Regions from separate parts of the Mus musculus genome. Here all the other regions are linked to region 2. Evidence: chromatin contacts called from public HiChIP or PLAC-seq and Micro-C data. All regions are on one chromosome and are shown on one strand. Each heading gives the region's core, a stretch centred on a gene start, on an enhancer-like site or on the middle of the called end of the contact. The rest is flanking DNA. Distances are from core to core; before and after follow the strand shown. Region 1 holds the start of Ppm1a (protein phosphatase 1A, magnesium dependent, alpha isoform). Region 2 holds the start of Ppp2r5e (protein phosphatase 2, regulatory subunit B', epsilon). Region 3 holds the start of Prkch (protein kinase C, eta).

Region 1 (3,925 bases), core at 668-3,167, 2.8 Mb before region 2:
TTAAGAGCACTGTAGACAGGTGTGGTGGTAGGGATGTGGAAGCAGGAGGACCAGTTAAAGTAATCCTCAGTTTCACAAGAGTCAGCCTGGGAAAGCCAAGACTCTGTACACACACAGACAGACACACAGACACACAGAGCACTAAATGGTGGCTGTCACAACATGACTTTTGTATGCCCATCGTGCAGTAACTTGTTTTAAGTATTAATAGTAGTACTAAGAATTGAGTCAGGTATGGTGGCACATGCTTGTACTATCAGCAATCCAGAGGCAGTCTGGGAGGATCCTTGTATGTTTGAGGCCAGCAAGCACTACATAGAGACCTTGTCTCAAAAACAAAACAAGCACATAACAAAAACCCTAACCAGGGCTGAGGACAGAGCTTAATGGTTGAGGACTTGACATGGTTTTAATCCTCAGCATCCCCACTTAACAAAACCTAAACAACATATTGTATATAATAATAAAACAGCATTTCATTAAAAGATTTCGCACCTAATTTCATTTATTTCTGCACTTGTATAGAAAAGAATTAAGAACTGTATAGTGAATTTTATTTTTACTTTATATACCTGGAGGTGCTACAAATTCATCGTATTCCCAAAATACTGAGTGATTTGGAGGGTCAGTGAAGATAGTGTCTGCTGGGAATTGGCAGTCTCACATGTGGTCCTGCCATTGATGTCAGGTGTAAAAGTGAAGAAAAGGGAATCATCTTCCATAAGTCGTGGTGAAAATATCAGAAATGGTTACCACAACATCCAAAATAGAGAAATAGTTTGCGGGATGACAGCCGGCAAAAGCAGGTTGTATTTGATCTAAGAGTCAAGACAATGGAGTGGTTTATAAGAGACACGAAGTAGCGGGGTGGCAAACTGCAGTAAGCACCAGAGAAAAGGGGAAGGCCTTACTGAAATTAATCTTGTTACTGGTCTGAACTCAATTTGGCTAATAGTTTTAGTATTTTTTTTTTTAAAGCATTAGCCTATTTCAGCGGAATATATGCTTTTTCTTTGTATTATATCAGAATCTCTCTTAAACTTCTATTCCTGCGAATTTGGTTGTAAGGGTTAAGCTGGTGACTGAAAAGCTGGGAAGGCACACCCAACCAATGGGAACTCATACTGGTGATGTACTGCTTTCCAGCTCTGATTCATTGGCTGCCTAGGGTTTGTCATTCTATCCCGGCGTCGGCAAGCAGCGTGGGTCGGGTTTTCTGTGGTCGAGCTAGCTAAACTGGATTTTGGCCGCCTGCACGTGCAGTTACCTTTTGCTCATCTCTAGCTCTCCGTGAAAGCAGCTGTCACGTTTCTGATTATCCTCTAGATTTTGAAAAACCCTCGGTTCCATTAGCCCCACTGGAGGTCTTTGGAGGTGCCCGTTGAGCCCGAATCACGTGACCCCGTAACGTGCACATAAATACAATTCGGAATCCCTGCAGGGACTCGGGGACAACCCGCGAGAAGCTCTAGCTAGGCACGTGTCCCAAGGCGTGAACGGTTTGCACACGCACGTCTGCGGTATGGCCGCGGCACTCGTGTGCGCCTCGTGGGGTCGAAGGGGCAGGCTGAGTCCCCTGTGCCGGGCGCTAACCGAGACTGCACCTGGAGACCGGCGTCCGTAGGCAGGTGTAAGAGTCGGGTGCGGACGACGACGACAGCCGGGTTTGGAGAGGCCCTCTGCGCCCTAGCGCGAAGGCCGCGCGCCTGGCTCGCACCCAGGACGTCCACGCTCCCTAGGGATCGGCCCGCGGCAGCGACCTGAGGAGCAGCGCAGGGCAGTGACGTCACCGCCGCCCCTCCCCCGCCCAAGCCGCAGTTCCGGCCCTCCCACATCCGGGTCTCTCCAGCCCATGGGCCGCGCCGCAGCTGCAGGGCCGGGGGTGGGGGAAACGGCGGCGCGGGGCGGGGCGGGGCCGGGCGAGGGGCAGCGGTGTCGAGAGCGCGCGTGCGCGGGGCCGCGCTAGAGGCGGCGGCGGTGGCGGCGCTAGGGGCGGGAGCGCGCGCAGGAGCTAGAACGCCGTGGTCTCCGCGCCGGCCGGGTCCGCAGCTCGGGATCGGGTGGCTGGGGCGGGGGGAGGGGGGCCCAGGCAGGTGGGGCGGAAAGCGATGAGTCCTCGGCGCCTCCTCCGCCTCCCGCGGGCCCCGCTCTCTGCCTCCCGCTCCGACGCCCGGATGATCTGAGCCGCGAGGGCTCCGAGAGCCGGGGGCCCGGACCCAGCCCGGCTCCTCCCCTCCTCCGCCCGGGCCCGGCCGCCGTCGCGGGACCCCGTGCCCGGCCGCCGTCGCCACCGCCGCCCCGGCCGACCGAGGGACCCGCCCGCCCGCGGCTGCTCCGGGTAAGCGCGGCGCGAGGGCGAGGAAGAGGGCGAGGGCGGGCGGGCGGAGGGCCTGTGCGGCGGCGGCCAGGCCTGGGGCCTGTAAACAAGCCGGGCGTCTGCCCGGGCGATCCCGGGAGGAGACGCGACAACTCCACCCCCTGGGCGGCCTCCTCCCCGAGCCCGCGCCGGGTGGCGAGGGGTTAACACGCGGCGGGGGCGGAGGCGGGGTGTGTGCGGCGGCTGGGAGGGGGCGCGACCCTCGGCCGGGCGGGGCGGACACTGGCGGCCGCGGAACTTTCGGGGAGCCTGCAGCGGGGTCTCCCCTTGAAGCAGATCAGCCCGTGAGTTCACTGGATTTGGAGACTCACCCGCTGGGTTGAAAGTGAGGCCCCCAACTCAGTAGTGATGCCTCCATTTCATTCATTATTCCGGCTTGGAGCAAACCCATTGAAGTAAACTACAGGTTTTGCATCATTTTGGCCTGATATATTGGAGGAAAGTTCTTTATGTTAGAGTTTAGTTTAGGCTTGGCTCCCTTCTGCTTGTAGGTTGTAAACACACTCGGATCCCCTTCTTGAAAGACAGCTGGCTGTGGAGAGCCTTCTGCCAACTGGAGTTTTAGATCTTTTGCAAATTTCATCATCCAAAGTGTTTTTCTCTTTTCTCAAACACTACACGATACTTAGAAATCCACAAAGGTCAGAGTCTAAGCAATCTACGATGCCGCCCCCACCCCAAGTTTCCTGATAGTTGGAATAATGCTCCTGGTATATTTTTAACCGCGCGGTTAGAGTATAAGGAGATTGGCATTGTTTGAGAAGAATAAATGATTTTGACGTTACGAAAATGAGTAGTTTTCCACGGTTCAGAGAAAAAAACAAAAACAATCTTTTTAAACCCTGGCTTTCAGATTTCAAACATGACTACTACTGGATGGAGGAGAAGCCTGCTGAAGAATCATAGAACTTAAATGATTGTTTTCTGGGCCTTAGGATTTTAGGGTTTCTGAGGGCTCACTACATAGTGCTTGGTTCTCACCTCCCTTTAACCTTTTCTGTATTCTGGGCCTTTGCCAAAGATTATTTCTGTAGTTACAGATGAGGAAACTAAGGACCAGAAAGATAGTGAGCACACACCCACATACTTATCTTCAATACCGCCTTTATTGCCTTAATGTCTGCTTGACTGTTTAATAATTTGAAGCACAAAGCAGATCATCTTCCCAGTGCTACAGTTCTGGGCTGCATTTTTGTGTGTGTGTGTGTTTGTTTGTTTTGCATTGCTGGGGATAGATTTAGCTCGGGGCCTCTTGAATGGTGCAAGACCAAGTTCTCCTCACTTGTCTTGTATATACCTGATTGAACAGTCAGCTATGTTGGGATGACTGCTTTTAACCTAGAAGCTTACAGCAGTAATACCTTGAAATTATAATGAACTATATGTGCAAGTTTCTTCAAACATTTGTATTAATACTAAACACTTTTACATCTGGGGAGTAATTATGTTGGTGGTATCAAATATTAAGATGGATAATGTTTTATATTAGTTGTAATACATGTTTGAAAAATAGTAAAATTGGCCACTGGAAGCATCAAGTTGCTTCTT
Region 2 (4,562 bases), core at 330-2,829:
CCACAAAGAGTAAGATAGCTGCCTTCCCAATGTGTTATGATTAAACAGTCATCTGCATTACCTGGATTCAACTAAAATAGCATAGACTTTGGAGAGGGGAGGACAATATTAAGGTTAATTTGGGATTTTGAGGACTTCGTGATTCTTTCATTAGAAAGTTATTTTCTTTTAACTCTAATTTGGCTTGAAATATAATGTGACATATAAAAAACGGAATAATAAATTATAAATACTATCGAAAATGTCAGACCTCAGCAAGAAGTTCCACATCGCACTGGTATGCTGTAAATTTAGGGACGAATATTACAATTTCATCTGGGAATTATTTAGATTTCACTCTAACCCTAGCAACACAGATTTCTGTAAGCCTCGTTCCCCCCATCCCTCATTCTGTCTCTATTTCTCTTCTCTCATCTCTAACGATGATCTATAGGCAGCTTTCTTTTTCATCATTTGCCTCTTATGCGCGCAGCTCTGAATAAAATGTCAAGGATCTCAACTCAAAGCATTGCAGAAATGATGGTAACAGCGGGGTCCCTGCAAAGCCCAGGGAAACAGGTTTCACCTGGGCCACTGCACCCAAAGCGTTAGCATTCTCTAAAGAGCACACTACTGGGGCTTTTCCAAGGGGGAGGTATGAAAACAGGGAAGTGGCCTGTTTGTCTGCAGGTATGTTCACATAAACCCCAAGCCCTGGAGAAGCTGCGCGGCCACGGAATCTTCCTCCCTGCTCCCCCGCCCCCGCCGGGGGGGGGGCAAGAAAACGCCTCAAAAGAGGGAGGAAAAGGAGCCGGCGAGGCCGAGGAGAAGAGAGGTGCTGGCCTCCAAAGCCTCTGCAGGTAGATCAGACAAGTGGGCCGGGCGCTTGCTCCCGCTCCCCCCACCCCGCCGCACCCCTCAGCTGCCTGGGCCCGGCCTTCCCGAGCCCGCCGCTCCGCGGGTTCCCCGGGAGGCAAGCCGCGGGACCCGAAGCTGAAGTTACCTTGAAGCTCCTGGGAAAGAATCGGAAGATGATCTGTGGCTGCGCGGAGTGGGCTGCGAGCTAGGGGCCGCGGCGGGGGCGGGCGACGGCCCGGGACGCACGGGGGGAGGTCCAGGCAGCGGCGGAGAGCCCCGGGCTACTACGGCCGTCCGGGGCGACGTCCCTCCGGTTCCGCGGTAGCGGCAGTGTTTCTAGGCCTCTCGGCTGGCCCCTAACCTCAGCGCTCCGGCAGTGGCAGCGGCGGCCTCACGAGCCTCCCCCGCGGGCCCGTCCCATCAAATCGGCACCGACCCGGTTGCGGCGCGGCCGGTGGCTCTTCGTTCACATTCCCGGCGGGCGGCGCCTCTGCTCGTTGCACCGGACCCGGCGGCGGTGGTGGCGGCGGCGGCGGCGGCGGCGACGCGGGGAGGGGGAGGAGGGAGGAAGCCTGGATTTGCAGCGGCAGCAAGCGCGGGAGTCGGGAGGAAGAGTTGGAGCCGCCTGAGCCGCCGCTGCCAGAGCCGCCGTTCGCTACCCGCGCAGGGTCCCCGTCAATGCCCCTTTCTCTCTCCTATTGTCAATATCACCGGGCGGCTGAGTCCATGGCACAGGCGCAACCGAACCTCCTGGCTAGCAGAGCCCGCCTCCGACGCCCGCCCACTGGAGACTTCAAACGGGAAGCGAGACTTCATTGGCCGGCGCGCGCCTTCACTCCCAGGCCAGCACGTTCGGCTGAGAGCTGGTCGGGGATTGGCGGCGCGGGGGGGCGGGGAAACAGGAGGGTGTGAAGGGACGGGGCCCTCGATTGGGCGAGGCGCGGGGGACCCGGATGCTACCGTGAGCTCGGGCGACCGGGCCGCCGTTTCCGCCAGGGCGCCTGAAGTGGGGGTACTGCGGCGTCTGCTAGGCCTGAGGAGAGCTCGGCGGGCGCGCCCGAGACTGGAGCTTCCGCCAGGCGGAACCCTGTGGACCGCGAGCGTCTTCACCCGGGTATCCGAAGGCCACAGGGCGGCCGTCCTGGTGCCTCACGGTTCAGCCCGCAAGCCCCACTCCGCACGGAACCCACGGCCCCCTGAGCCCTGTGTAAACGCGGCCATGGAAGCCGGCAGAAAAATACCCCAGTGGCTGTCCTTCGCTCAACTCGTGGGAGGCCTGGCCACCGGTTGGACTCTCACCTGGTCCCCCCAAAAGCCAGTTCTGAATATCAGCTCTCTGATGCCCCTGCCAGGCTCGGCGGGGGCCCGCGCTCCGGGAGTTAATGCAGATGGCAACTCTGCAGTCTCCCATTCAGAATACCCGCATTCGCCCTTTCAGGACTCCGAAATACCCAGCCCCCAACTCGACAGATTTTAATTGATAGTTTGAGTCTGAGTTTAAACAGAAGACTTACCTCTATCTAGAACGAGGACGAAAATACATACATGTTTTTGCATCATTGGTGAACCCTAGGCCAAATGGTACGTTTCCAAAGAATATTCTTAGACCATCAATCAATTTGAATGCAGGCTACGTACAATAGTTAAAAGAAGAAAAAAATACTAACTACAAAGATCAAACTACCAGCTGCTCAAAATTTGGAAATCTGGGAGGGGAAATACAGGAGAAATAATATTATAATCCATAAACCCAAAATAACCAGTCATTTTGATGTAGTTTTAGTATTATATTTCATATATGTATATACACACAAGTATATATATATATATGTATATATATATGTATGTATACATACATACACACATGTATGTATATTCTTTTTCAAACTCAAAATGCTTCATCCTGTAGCCGAGTTTTTCCTCTCAGTATCATGTCATGTTCTGTACAGTTAAGGAATATACATTTATAAAGCTCTCTGTATCATACCCACAAGTGCTAACCATGCGTTTGCGTTTCTGGTTTGTTGCAAATTTCTATCCTGTTGGGTAGAAAAATAATTCTGTACTATGAAAGAGAATGTTACTGCCCTGAACTGAAATGGGAAAGATGGCTTATACGAAAGCAGACCCCAGAAGACTGGCTGCTGACTGACTGACTGAGTGGCCATTTTTACCCTAATAAAGTTCATTGCCCCATGCTGCAGAATTATATGGAATTCCAGTCTGGTTCCTGGCTTCAAGTAACTTATATTTCCATACTTCAGTCTTTAGAAATGTTTAATATCCTAGCCAAGCAGAGCATGTTTCTTCAACGTCTGATTGGTAAATGCAAAATTAAAACCAAGAAAGATTTTGAAGCCAACTCAATTTCCCTTGGCAACAGTTGAACCGTTAAAAAGTAGTGCACGTTTGAAATGCTCACAGCTGTTGCTTAGAACATTTCACATTTTGTAGAGTGAGGATTTTGCTTGCAAATTATGGATGGCTATAAAGACAATTCATTTCAAAGTCATTTCATTTTCTATAAAATAGCTGAGCAACTGAGATGAGGAGGTCTTTTTTAATATGGGAACATCCTTGCCTGTGTGAGGTTTGTTCTCGGGGCCAAGAATCTCATAAGATCTACAGAGCCCAGGGAAAGTGGGGTGTTCTCCAAGGAGAGTGCAAAGCAATCCACTTGCAACACACAAGAAAAAAATGAGGGCATCTATGTTTAAGTTTAAGATGAGGTATTAAACTCAGTATTCTAAATACAGAAGGAATGGCCCATTGGCTAGAGCAGTATAGATGTCCTTAGGGGGAAGCAGGAAGCGTCCACCCGCAGAGGAGAGCAGAGCGGGTCTCTGCTACTTGTGACATCCTGTGTTTGCTGGGCTCCATGAGTGCATTCTTTAGGTTTAATTAAACTAAACCTACAAAGCAGACAAATGACCTTACAGAAGTCTCACAAGGGAACAAGAGAAAGAGCAAATACTAGAAATAACTTTTATAAAATCTTTGACAGCCCTCCTTCAGAGTTAAAGTGACAATCTAATAAGTCCAACCATACTTTCACTTAAGTAGAAAAATCGCCAAAACAGTTTGAAATGGACCTTCATGTCCACCATCACCACGGTGAACAAATGCTGTGGCCGAGTGGTGAGGCGACGAAGCCGATGTGTGCCTATTTTATGAACAAATATACACATATTTAGAATATTATGCTCTCAAAAAACGCACGGATGGAGATGCATGAACCTTTGTTCATTTGGTGACTGCTATCCTAGATATAAAAGAAAGATGTTAAAGCCATGGGGAGGCCATTATCGAGTGACAAAATTCAGTTCATTGTTATCACATGAAAGCATCCACTATCCAGGTCTCAAAGCTGAGCTTATGGGGAATCTGCTGGCAACCTGACCACATGATTAGAAGACACAGGGTATGGAGTGGTAGCTACGTAGTGACAAACTGAAGCATCGTAGAACTGACTATCCCTTAGACACATCTTCAGAAGTAAATTAGTCTCGTTTGCTGGGGGGGGTGGGAGGCAGGAGTCCGTGAAGCTGGTTATGGACTGAGGTAAGAAGACTGGGAAAGCTGTGGCAACAGCTGCTTAGGACAACAGAGTCAGGTGTAATCCACCCAGCTAATGTACCCAAGGAACTGATGTCATGTTTCTTTGCATTGCATTTATCCTCTAGGAAACACCCTTAGCAGTGACATTTTCTTGAATCATAATTTTA
Region 3 (3,956 bases), core at 734-3,233, 2.0 Mb before region 2:
GACCCCTGGGTGGGGCAGTCTCTGGATGGTCCATTCTTTTGTCTCAGCAATACCTCTCCTGGGCATATACCCAGAAGATGCTCCAACATGTTAAGGACACATTCTCTACTATGTTCTTAGCAGCCTTATTTATAATAGCCAGAATCTGGAAAGAACCCAGATGTCCCTCAACAGAGGAATGGATACAGAAAATGTGGTACATTTACACAATGGAGTACTACTCAGCTATTAAAAACAATGAATTTATGAAATTCTTGGGCAAATGGATGTATCTGGAGGATATCATCCTGAGTGAGGTAACCCAATCACAAAAGAAGTCACTTGATATGCACTCACTGATAAGTGGATATTAGCTCAGAAACCTAGAATACCCAAGATACAACTTCCAAAACACAAGAAAATCAAGAAGGAAGACCAACGCGTGGATACTTCATTCCTCCCTAGAATAGGGAATAAAATATCCACGGAAGGAGTTGCAGAGACAAAGTTTGGAGCCCTCGTGGTTCTTAAGGCGAACCGGCAGCTCTCTGGAGGAGCCAGGTCCAGCTCTTTAGGGAAGAAGTCAGAGTTGCTTTCACCCAGCCGACTCTACCTCTACAAACGGGTTGCTAGCACACTTTGGAGAGCTCTGCCTGAACTGAAGTGACCCTCTACTTCCTTGCCCCACTCTTTCAGGAAGCCTTGGTATTTCCAAGAGAGGCCCATCCGGCCAGCCCATTGTTCTCCATCTCATCCTATAGTGTGAAGCTGTTACTGGTGAGGTCTCAACTCCCTAATGAGAAACTGCCCAGAACCTTCTCAGCAAGCCAAACCATGTGCTAGAAAGGGGACAGACGACCAACCAGCCTGTTCAGTAAGAACGAGTATGGTGAGCGTCCTTAAGCGTCTTAAGAATGGCCTGGACTTTATAGGAGACATATTGGTTGCGGCTGGCCCTCAGGGAGCAAGCTTTATGGTAGAATGGATTAGACCAAAAGGTGTTCCTAGGAGACAAAACCTGTAGAAGTCACGAGATGGGTAAACTTAGGGTCTGCCCACTCTGACAATAACAACCTAGAGTGTTTGTTCCTAGAAGAGGCAGCTGAAAGCCACTGTGTGTCAGGGTGGCGCATGTGAACACTTTGCTGCCCTTATAATGCAGGACTAGGTGGACCAGCAAACCGCCTCTTGCGGAGGAAGGGACTTATTACATCTTGGCCTTGTCAGTCTCCAGCAGAACCAATCTTTCCTGCTCTTTGTGCAGTGACACACCTCTCCCAGGAAGGAGTACAGGATTTCCATCATTACCATTGCCCTATTAAAAAAATACGCAAACAAAACAACTAATTACTCTCTGCCGAAAAGGCACATAAACAGGATGAGTCTAAGCTGAACCTGGGATGACCCATTCCGGTAAAGATTAGGAAAGGGACCTCCCCTTCCCCACAGAACACCCGCCTCTGGCTAGGGCTCTGTCACCCTCCGGCAGGGTCTCCAGGCCACTACTTAGGGTGGGAGGTAGGAACTCCCTGCTGCTGATTTTCCGCATCCACCCGTCCTGCCAATTCTCTCCCCGGCTGTCTCCCACGCCTCAGGTGTTTGCTGGCGGTGGGCCTGGAATCCTTTCTTTTTGTCCAGCCCCTTAGGGCAGCCTCCAGCCCGAAACGCACCGCCAACCCGGCCACCGGGAGCAGGGATCCGCGAGCACTCAGGGCGGGAACCGCCCCTGGGGTGAGTGGGGAGTGCGGGCCCCCTTCACCGCGTAACCCCGGCACCCACCCCTCAAGGCGGTGCTGCCCGCGGTGCGCCACGCCCCCGGGGTCCGGAAGGCGTGGCAGCCCGCACCGGGCTTCTGAGAACTTGGAGCCCGGCGGCGCGCGGCTCTGGCCGGGATGCGGCTGCGGTTGCTGCTGCTGCTGCTGCTTCCTGGTTCTCAGCTCACCGAGTGGGGGAGAGCGTGAGCCCGCGGAGGCGGGGGCAGGAGGAACGGGCGGAGGCGGGGGCAGAGACGCCAAAGCTGGAGCTAGCCGGACGGGTCGCTCCTGCTCTCCGGGGAGACTATCTGGCCGGCCCCGGAGAAGGGGCGAGCCCCGCGCGCTCCAGAAGGACGATCGGGAGCCCAGCAGCCCGCCGAGGGCTCGGAGCCCGGCTCCCCTCCTTTCCACCTCAGGAGAAAGGGCGGGAGGGAAGGAGGGGAGGGGAAGATCCCTCCGAGGAGGCGGAATGGCCGGTCGCAGGGGGCTCGGGCGCTGCTTCTTCCCAGAGCTGCCTCCACGCCCGTGGCAGCGGAGAGGACTGCCCTGAGCCCGGGCTCCGGGTTCCCCAGTGCCAGCCAGCGCGGCCCCCTCGGGGCTCCGGCAGCAGCGCCGGCATGTCGTCCGGCACGATGAAGTTCAATGGCTATCTGAGGGTCCGCATCGGAGAGGCTGTAGGGCTGCAGCCCACCCGCTGGTCCCTGCGGCACTCGCTCTTCAAAAAGGGCCACCAGCTGCTGGACCCCTACCTGACGGTGAGCGTAGACCAGGTACGCGTGGGCCAGACCAGCACAAAGCAGAAGACCAACAAACCCACCTACAACGAGGAGTTCTGCGCCAATGTCACCGACGGCGGCCACCTGGAGCTAGCCGTCTTCCACGAGACGCCCCTGGGTTATGACCACTTTGTGGCCAACTGCACGCTGCAGTTCCAGGAGCTGTTGCGCACGGCTGGTACCTCGGACACCTTCGAGGGCTGGGTAAGTAGCGATCGCCTCACTCCTCCATGTCTGCTGGACCTTCCCTCCTTTTAATTTTCGAAACTCGTCAGAGTCCCGCTCCCTCATCGCCCTGCAGGGGAAGGAATTCCCTCTAGACTTCGGTCCTTTCCCAGGTGGCCTGCACTGTTGACGCGACAGCCGTGGGTGTATGCGGGCGCAGGTGGGACTCTGGGAATCCGTCCTCTTTGTGGACCTGGACTTTGCACTTAGGGGAAGCCCAATAGTGATACAGAGTTCCATCCCCCTCCTCCCGGGGTAGGGGGTTTGGGAATCACAACTCTCATATAAAGAAAAGCAGAGAAAGGGCGATATGAAAGGGATATGGTTTGAATCAAGTGCTTCAAACACTTCTTAGGAGAAAGCCATACATTCTCGCGAGTATTATTCATAGTGTTTATGGATGCATGTTGGTTCAGCCACACAGACGTGCACACGTGTTTCAGCATGCACATCCATTACATCCCAGAGGTACAAAAGCTACACTGGCAGGGATCAGAGTGAGTGCATGGCTTTGCACCCTGGCAGAGTTTTGTTTAGCTTTTCCCTTGGGGATTGGGGGCGAGGGTGGAGGCGGGAGTGGTGGGGTGAGAGGTTTAAAACTTCTCTGTTTGCTCTTAAGTTCAGTCAGCCTGGGTGTATGGGTGCTTCCAAACTATTCCTCTGAGAAGAGGTGGCCAAGACACCTTAGGTTTGGGTCTCCTCCCTCTGCGTTGACCTTTAGCTGCCCGCAACTTCTTATATGCTGCTGCCATTCCCATAGTTCCCTGGAGATAGAATTTTTACTGTAAATTTCTCGAGTGCCTCACACAGCGCCAGAACGCCCATATGTCTTAATCCTCACGCTGTCTTTGTGATGCCGGGGTTATTGTGCTCACTCTGAGACACTGAAATGATAATTACAACGAAGTGGTCTGGCAAAGTGTAGTGTGTGGTAAAGACTCTAGAGTTTAATAATGGTCTCAGTTCTGGCAGGAGTGGGCTTGGAACCCGAGGTGAATCGCTATTCAGAATCTGTTTGAAATTCACAAGTGGCAGAACCAGATGGACAGTGACAAAGATTCATGGATATATGTATTTTATACTTTGAAGTGTTGTTAATTTCACCATATATTCTGAAATAGTACAGAAGGCTTGTAAAAATTCACCTTTTAAATAGAAATTAAAAAAAAAAAACCAAACCCATGACTCAAATTATGGGGTTAATTTCACCTTGGCCTTTCTT

What was found. A called contact is a pair of places that touch in the nucleus more often than the background predicts. HiChIP or PLAC-seq counts read pairs in DNA pulled down with a chosen protein or histone mark.
Region 1: an H3K27ac HiChIP or PLAC-seq map of regulatory T cells shows a contact between it and region 2, with 17 times the contacts expected there. The contact joins the promoter of Ppm1a here to the promoter of Ppp2r5e in region 2. A contact is called at or near these places in 2 of 39 promoter capture datasets (hippocampal neurons and pre-B cells) and 3 of 115 datasets of contacts at active chromatin or transcription factors (astrocytes, embryonic forebrain and regulatory T cells).
Region 3: a Micro-C map of embryonic stem cells shows a contact between it and region 2, with 4 times the contacts expected there. The contact joins the promoter of Prkch here to the promoter of Ppp2r5e in region 2. A contact is called at or near these places in 3 of 39 promoter capture datasets (cranial neural crest, hippocampal neurons and stem cell-derived epiblast-like cells), 1 of 484 Hi-C or Micro-C datasets (embryonic stem cells) and 2 of 115 datasets of contacts at active chromatin or transcription factors (embryonic limb bud and embryonic midbrain).

The regions. Positions count from the first base shown.
Region 1 is chr12:72,759,294-72,763,218 of GRCm38.p6, forward strand. Ppm1a (protein phosphatase 1A, magnesium dependent, alpha isoform) reads left to right here and starts at 1,918. Exons shown (of 6, transcript NM_008910.3): 1 at 1,918-2,338.
Region 2 is chr12:75,594,653-75,599,214 of GRCm38.p6, forward strand. Ppp2r5e (protein phosphatase 2, regulatory subunit B', epsilon) reads right to left here and starts at 1,580. Exons shown (of 14, transcript NM_012024.3): 1 at 983-1,580.
Region 3 is chr12:73,582,813-73,586,768 of GRCm38.p6, forward strand. It overlaps Prkch (protein kinase C, eta), which reads left to right and starts at 1,984. Exons shown (of 14, transcript NM_008856.4): 1 at 1,984-2,713. The coding sequence starts at 2,351. LOC115488016 (collagen alpha-1(I) chain-like) reads left to right here and starts at 866. Exons shown (of 3, transcript XM_030247047.1): 1 at 866-955; 2 at 1,399-1,497; 3 at 1,618-2,323. The coding sequence starts at 866. The coding sequence ends at 2,283.